2 separate regions of the Mus musculus genome follow, and region 2 is linked to region 1. Evidence: chromatin contacts called from public Hi-C data. All regions are on one chromosome and are shown on one strand. The core of a region is the stretch at or near the end of the contact, and the rest is flanking DNA. Distances in the headings are between cores, read along the strand shown.

Region 1 (4,047 bases), core at 494-2,993:
GCAATCGCTACAGAACACATTAAAATCTTGCTCATTAGCTTTCTCCTCAACATTCAGTAGGCTCTTCTCATTCACATACTTCAAATCTATGCTCCAACCACAAAGCAATGGCGCTGCCGATGTCAGATTAGCTGACTTAGGAGCCAGAGAGCCTGAATGTCATTTTTACCGGTATTGAGGTGAATTAATTACTACAGTGGCCTTGGACCTCAAACTGTGTACATAGAGTCCTTTCCATTAAGAATACAAACAGCTCTCAGAATGTTAATGTGTACAATGGATTTAACTGCCTAACTTTCCCCATTTACATTTATTCATTCATTTTCTAATCAAATATTTATTGCACAGCTATTAAGGAAACGAACTATTCTAGTTGATAATGGGGAATAGAAGAGAGTGAAACAAAGACAATACATGAAGACAGAATATACATGAAGACAGCAAGTGCTATGAAGAAAAACCATAGTTGGCTCATCTATCGTCCTGACATATACTAATAAAACCATAATCATCCAATCTATATATGACATATAATAATGAGCTGCCCATAGACCAAAGCATAGAATCTAAATCATTTCCAGTGATATTGAGAGCTCACATTCAATACACATGTGTGTTCCAGTTCCAATATTCTAAATATGAGTCAAAGGAAATATAAGAGAAACCGAGAACCGGTGAAATCTGACACGAAACAGATTTAAAACATCTGTTCTCCACTCTGCTGGCTAAGCACATGGAGAAGAAAGGTGAATAACCAGTAGGGTTTTTTGTTTGTGGGTTTTGGGTTTTTTGTTTGGTTGGGTTTTTTTTTTGGGGGGGGGGGGGTTATGATTTTATTTTATTTTATTGAGAAAAGAAAAAGGAGGCACAGAGAAAATCCCTATAGTACTTTATGATGTCCCTTTGTATTTTAAAAGGCAAACGCAATACATATTAAGAAAACTAAACAAAACTCCTTAAAATAATTTGCAAGAACGAAGCATCAAGTCTCATCCCGGCCCTTGAATACACTCCTCCAAGCCGCTCCTCAACGCTGCTGGCCAGGCTGAAACTTACTTTCTCTGACTTTGGCTCAGGGTCAAGCGCCCCGAAAACTGCAAAAAGATAAAGGGCCCTCTACACCCAGCTTCCATCAGGAAAGGCAAGAAAGGGCCGGCCAATGCTCGGGCAGGCTGGTGCTAGGGGTCCCCCTCCGGCCGACTCTGCTCCTCCGCCTCCCCGCCCGGTGAGCGCGGCCTCGCCCCGCGCACACAGGAGCCTCGCTAAGGATGGAGAGGAGCGGCGGACGTAGGATCAGACCAGACCTGCAGCGCCCACCCGGCTCCCGCCCGCAGCCAGGGCCTGGCCTGCGGGGACTCTGACCTCTCCGAGCCCCGGGGCTACTGCTGCTACCGCTGCTACCCGTGCTCGGGCTACCGCTGCCCGAGCCGCTGCCGCTGCCGCTGCTGCTGCTGTTGCCGCCGCCGCCCTTGGCGTTCTTGCGCGGGGCCATCGCGAGCTGCTCCGGGGACTGCAGAGAACCGGGGCCTTGCTGAGTGCACTAGGGACACCGGGGCTTCGAGACTCCTGTAGCAGCGCCTTAGCGTCCACTGCGCTCGCTGCGCCTCGGACGACTTGCACCAGCGTGCAGCCGCGCGGTTAGCCTCGCGTGCGCCCAGCCTGCGACTCCTTAGGCTGCCAAGAGCGCTCAGCTCCCCCCGGCCTCGGCCCCGCCCACGCCAGCCTCTGCCCACCCACCAGATCTGAAAGACGCCAACACGAGCCAATCCCGAGGACCGCTGGCAGGGGGCGGGGCAGGCTACGCGCGCCTGCCCTCCTCAGGCCAAAGCTTGTCTTTTGCTGCGCAGTGACTGCAAAGCCCCAGCGGCTTGTGGCTTTCTAGTCTGCCTGGATCCTCTGGAACGTGGCAAACGTGGAAGCCGGCAGGACTCTCGCGAGCGTTGGTGTTCTGGCTCCAACGGGATGGGGCGGGTATGAGGGCGGTGCCCGAGAGCTGCGCACCACCTCTTGGCTTCTTGGGAATTTGGTTCCGGTGCCTAAGTACGACCAAGGGTGCAAGCCCTCTCTTTGAAAAGGATTTGCCACAGTTCCGCCAGTACACTGTGATTGTTGAGCCTTCCAGTGTCAAAAATAAGGATTTGTGCCATCAGTAGTTTTGGAGAACCTTTAGTTAAGACATTAAAATGTTAACATGACTCAAAAACCCTATTTTCTTAACCATGCACAACACTCTCATCACACTAATACCTAGAATTTCTTCATGTCCCCAGCCATTGATCTCCTATGCTTATGCAGTGTACTGCGTCGGGATTGAGAACTGAATATTCAAAAGAAAAATGGCAACAGCTGGATGAACCAGCCAAGGTCCAGCAGAGACCATGATCATTTGTTACCAATTGCCCACATGGTGTCTGTGGGTAACAAAAAAACATGAAGTATGTGGTGATTTAATACATTGCTGTCAATGTCGAGATCTTCCAGGAGTTCTTGGAAGCAGCCCCTTGTAGAAGACCCAGAGTGAGCCACTGCTGTGGGACGACCCCTTCTGAGACTGCAGTTTCCTCAACCACCACTGACCATCATTAGGGTCCACTGGCCTCTGCCTTGTCAGCTGTGAATACTGGGTACCGCCCGGGGAAAAAAGTGGAACCCAAGAGCCTCACAGAACAGGGAAAAAGAGGGCATCGTTTTCACACAGCCATGAAGGTGGGTGCTGCCGTCCATTCTTACTGCATTTCTTTATCTCTGAGCCTCCTCGGCACCCAGGAGTCCTCTCTTTTGAACACAACTTCTTGCCCACAAAGGACATTCTTTCAGCAGGAAACAATGATGGGAATGGGGGGAGGCAGAGAGGCAAATCTGATCCATATCACTTAATGGAAGGTGCTGATATCTAAACTACAATAGATAAATAACTCTCCATCCCCAAGATAAAAAATTTTAATTACTCACAAAACACTATTATAGAGTTGATGCTTTAAAGGTTCAATCTTAACTAGCTTCCACAAATGTTTTAATCCCTTGTGCTGGCTGATTTTGTGTGTCAACGTGGCACAAGCTGGAGTCATCACAGAGAAAGGAGCTTCAGTTGGGGAAGTTCCTCCATGAGATCCAGCTGTAAGGCATTTTCTCAGTTAGTGATCAAGAGGGAAGGGCCCAGCCCATTGTGGGTGGTGGCATCTCTGGGCTGGTAGTCTTGGTTCTATAAGAGAGCAAGTTGAGCAAGCCAGGGGAAACAAGCCAGTAAGTAACATCCCTCCATGGCCTCTGCATCAGCTCCTGCTTTCTGACCTGCTTGAGTTCCAGTCCTGACTTCCTTTGGTGAGGAACCAGCAGTGTGAAAGTCTAAGCTGCATAAATCCTTCCTCCCCCCACCCCCAACTTGTTTCTTGGGCATGAGGTTTTGTGCAGAAATAGAAACCCTGACTAAGACAACCCTTATTCCCAGTTGGTGGTGCTGGTTTGGGGAGCTGAGGAATCCTCAGGAAGTATGACCTGGCTGCCCAAAGAGGCCACTAGGAGCAGACCTTTGAGGGTTATTTTATTAGTCCAGGCCCTGCTCTCCTGCTGCCATGGGTTCACATTGCCTCTGACAGTGGGGGCTAATGTTATGCCTTCCCTGGCCACGACAGATTAAAGTCTCTCTGGAACTCTGAGCCTTAGTAAACCTTTCCACTCTTAAGTGATTTCCTTTGAGTATTTTAGTCACAGCAATGCTAAAGTAATGAATGTCCCAGAGTTGGTGATAGAGAGGGGATGTGAACTCAGACTGCATGCAGAATTACTTCCAAATTATCCTTCCTAGAAAAAATCTACCGTTCAGTTGAGAATATCTTACTTGACGCCACTCTCCTGCAGCAGAGGCTTCTGGGATCATCTACACCCTCCCTGCAAAGACAGACTGAGGCCTGAGTGTGGACACTTTTCATAGGTCACAGTTTAGGGAAGTTAGATTTTACATTTTTGAACAGCTGTCTCCAAGGAAAAGTGAGGCTTTGTTCCTTCAGTCCAGAAACTAAGTCTGGTATTGCTAGCAATAGGACATAG
Region 2 (4,047 bases), core at 463-2,962, 36 kb after region 1:
GTGTGGCCTTGTTGGAGGAGGTATGGTCACCTGGGGTGGGATTTTGAGGTTTCACCCACACACACACACACACATACACCCTTAGTGCTACCTCCCAACGCCTCACACTTATGCTCACAATGTAGGGTCTTAGTTATTGTTTAGCATCAAGCCTGACTACCTGCTGCTATGACTCCCACCATTATGATTCCTCTGAAACTATGAGACACAAACCAAATGCTTTCTCTTATAAGTTTCCTTGGTCATGAAATTTTTTTCATTGCAATAAAAAGGTAAAGAAGACACTTAGCATGAATTATAAAAATACCAACAATAAGAGGTAGGTGCCATGATGAACATCTGTAATCAAATACTCAACAGGTGAAGCTAGAAGATTGCTAAGAGTTCAAGGGCATCTTGAACTCAGAGCAAATCAGAAACAACCCTGGATACCCTTGCAAGACTTTGTCTCAAAAAAACAGACAAACAAACAAACAATAATAACAAAGCAAACAAAATACATACACATACCAAAATCACATATCCCAAGTAAAACAAACAAACAAACAAACAAACAAACATCATTTGTATGAGATTTCCAAAGACCACTCTAAAGTACTCAGAGGAAAGTGGGGTTTCAAGTCCACTTTTGGCTCCAATACAATTTTTTAAAGCTCATGTGAGTTTTGGGAGTTCGGCGGGGCTTTCCTGGATCCTGGTATCCCTAACTTGGAGTACTAGAGGTCTGAACAGTTAATTGCCACTACCCAAGCCAGTAGCATCTGATTTCTTTGTTTCACCCCAAGGATAATAGTGGAATGTGAGCCAGGAGGGAGCAGCTATGAAAATTGAATTATTAGGGAAAGGAAGAAACCCCAAGTATGGGAGAGGCCGCAAGGGAAGAATACTGCCAGGCTGATCAGCCCATTTACATCTTGTAGACCTTATGGTGGGAATTGAGTAGACATTCAGGTCATCTTTATTGAAATTGGTCATCTTTTAGTGTTTTCATGCCTGAGACAGTAAGGAGTCACACTTACTATGCAAACTCCTTCAGCCCAACCAGGTAGTTACTTCTCTGCTCTTCAGAGGGACTTATATGTGCAGCGACTAGCTCACATCCACTGCAGATTCCTCCAGTACTGCATAAGTGAAAATAGCTCCTGTCTCTCTACTTACAAGTGCTTCATGGGTAATACTCTTAATTTCTTCTTCATCACGTCAGTTCAGAAGCTACTTGTATTTCAGTAATTAGGTGACTTTTGAGAGCACAAAAATTGCCCCCACTAAAGTTAAGGGTCATCTTCAAGTAATGAGCATTCCTGAAATTATATGCTTGTGCACACAGATAGACCTTCTCTGGGTATCCTGCTTACCAGCCACTTCTTAGAGACAGACATCTCCCTCCCCTCCCCTCCCCTGTCTTACCCTTTCCTTCCTTCCTTTCCCTTTCTTCTCTTCTTCCCTCCCTTACTTTCTTTCCTTTCTTCCTTTCCTAATGTGATTTATACAGTGTTTTTAAGAGAACATTAAAGTTAACAATTTTTATTTCATCTTGGGGGGTGAAATAAAGAGGGGAGAAAGGGTAAACTGCGAGGGGGCAAATTTTTCCCCTTGGAGATTAAAAGGAATACTGGGAAGCAGGTCAGGGCACGGTTAGTACAGCCCTTGTCTGCACACATAATACAGAAGTTAGCGTTTGCCTGCCAGTTTGTATTGAGTGGCAGAGGGGAGATAAAGACTCTGTTGGTCTTTTCCTAGTCACACATGATCAAACAGATCACATAAAGAAGGCAAGCCAGAGCTACACATAACAGGAGAAAGTTTAGAACAAAACTCATTTTATTATCCACGTAGGCAATGAAGCAAAGATATGAAGGAAGTGTTGTTACTATCCGAAGTTCAAATATGTGTATTTGTTACAGGTGAAAGTTAAAATAATTTGTTGATGTTTCAAAAGGCCAGCTTGCTAGTGTGCATTTGAATTATCTCATTTAACATCCTCAAGAGCACACAGAAGTTACGTTGTTATCACCACGTTACAGAGGAGTCAAGTGACATTAAGAAATGTAAGTGCCCAATTTTACAGAGCAGAGAATGGCAGAAACGGATGCGGAACCAAGACTTATCATCACTCTGTGTTCCCTATAATGTCTGGGCTTCCTGTAATTAGAGACTGAGCTGCTGATACTGTTCCTTCTTCAAGTCTGAGAATGCCAGGTTCAGAAACAGTAGCATTTGCCTGCCTGCTGTGACTTCTTCTGCAAGTTACTTTAAATCCACAATTATGTTGTTCTCTTAGCAATGGAAGGGAGCTCAAAGGAAATAAGGAGATGTTTCAGTGGTACAAAAATAAGAATTTTGGAAGGTTGTTGGTGCAGGACAGACAATTCACAATCAAAAGCTCTGTAGGCTAAGTTCAGTTTACTTGACTCTGGCAGTGCAGATAGAAAAGTAGGAAGACGATAATGGATGTGAATGGACTTAAAACTCACTGAGAACATAAGAGAGATAATACTATTCGTGTAATGAGTAGCTATTCGTACAACTAAGAAAGCACAACTCCACATTGTGCTTAGAGGTGGGATGCGGATGCGTGAACAGGGAGGAGACCTCAGGGGCTTGCAGAAGCTTAAGTCCGTGTGGGTGGCGCGCTTCTGAGTGACAGCAGGCGTTTCACAAGCTAGAATCCTTGTAGCACAGGCAGGCTCTCCTGCTGCCCACCCAGAGCAGCAGCCGTGATAACTGCAGCATTGGTACCAATTGCTCCTGACTGCTCCTGGCTCCTGGCTTTATACCAAGACCGCTTCAGTGTGTTGACTCATTTCACATGGTCACAAGTGCCAGAAACAATGACCATTACTCTTATAGGAGTGGTTACTCTATTTCCGAGGGTACTAAGCATTTGGTGCTGTGGTCAAACATCACACAGAACAATTCAAAAGAAGAGGAGATTCATTTTTCGCTCACCTTTGTTGAGGGTTCACTCCGTGGTGGACTGACCTTGTGTGATTGGGTAGAAAATCATGATTGTGACATTGTGTGCCCCGGGCTCTCCTCTCCATCGTGCTAAACAGAAAGCAGAGAGAAGGGAGTATATGACACTAGGGCAGGTGCAGTCCCCGAATGACAGTTCCTAGAGGTATTTCCATCACTACAATGTATTTCCTCTGACTAGACCCACCAGCTACAATACCACCATGTTATCTATTCATTGAGGGAAGCAACTCCACCAATTAGGTCAGTTTTCTCAGGAGGCAGTCGTGTCCCAAAAGCCTTTTATCTAGCAATCAAGCTCACACTCTATGAACCTGTTGGGAGTATTTCATAGTCAAGCTATAACATAAAGCTTTGCAGCTGGTAGCACAGGTGTCCTTGTTTACAAGTCCAAAATTAGCCTCAGCTAGAATTTGCTTGTGCCACGCAGAAACTGGTACAGTGGACAGAATGTCATTATAAAATCTCTTAGTGTTGGTTCCTTCTTCTAATTAGATTCTATGAATATTCCCCATACCTTTGCTATCAGCAGATATTAGTTTCCTCAATCCATAGACGCCCCATAGTCATTACCTCACTGAGTCTCAATAAAACCATGTGTACATTACGTGTATGTCTTCTGACCTTTATAAATCATATCCAGGCTGCTTCATAAGCAGTGATCTCTCCTCTGGAAGGATATGCAAGAAACTACAGAGTCCCTCTGGGAATTTCTCACAACAGAGAATTCTCCTCCAGGCTCTGGTAGCATGAATTAACTCCCTGGCCTTACAGGTGGTACACGGACTAAAGTGGGCTGCTGCAGCTTCCAGGAAGACCGAAAGTGCTTCCGAGTTCTTGCAGAATGGTCTCCACAACACTGGCTGGGATCCAAGGCAACAGCACCAAAAGAGCTTGCTGGCGTCAGTCTGGTGTGCTTCTTGAAGCCGAGGCATGACGGGAATGGCAATGTAGTCTGTGTGGGAGCAGTTCAAGTACTAGTGTGGGACTGCAGGTGTCACACAGCCCCTCCTGGCTTTGCCTAGACGGCTCCTCCTGTCTTCCTCCTCCCTCGGATTCTACCTCCACCCG

The links. A called contact is a pair of places that touch in the nucleus more often than the background predicts.
Region 2: a Hi-C map of the HPC-7 cell line shows a contact between it and region 1, with 4 times the contacts expected there. The contact joins the enhancer-like site here to the promoter of Asph in region 1. A contact is called at or near these places in 3 of 39 promoter capture datasets (the HPC-7 cell line and macrophages), 1 of 15 datasets of contacts at CTCF or cohesin (the G1E-ER4 cell line), 5 of 484 Hi-C or Micro-C datasets (the G1E-ER4 cell line, the HPC-7 cell line, cerebral cortex and 1 more), 3 of 115 datasets of contacts at active chromatin or transcription factors (the HPC-7 cell line and embryonic stem cells) and 3 of 9 other capture datasets (adipose tissue, liver and pancreatic islet).

The regions. Positions count from the first base shown.
Region 1 is chr4:9,667,419-9,671,465 of GRCm38.p6, forward strand. It overlaps Asph (aspartate-beta-hydroxylase), which reads right to left and starts at 1,744. Exons shown (of 24, transcript NM_023066.3): 1 at 1,363-1,744. The coding sequence starts at 1,492.
Region 2 is chr4:9,703,854-9,707,900 of GRCm38.p6, forward strand. No RefSeq gene overlaps it. Among named protein-coding and RNA genes, the nearest start is that of Gm24152, 10 kb to the left of the region's middle. Within about 2 kb of position 1,713, at least 29 of the 459 cell types and tissues checked have an H3K27ac peak or open chromatin away from gene starts, as enhancers often do. A contact at or near this core is called in the G1E-ER4 cell line, the HPC-7 cell line and cerebral cortex, where this site is marked.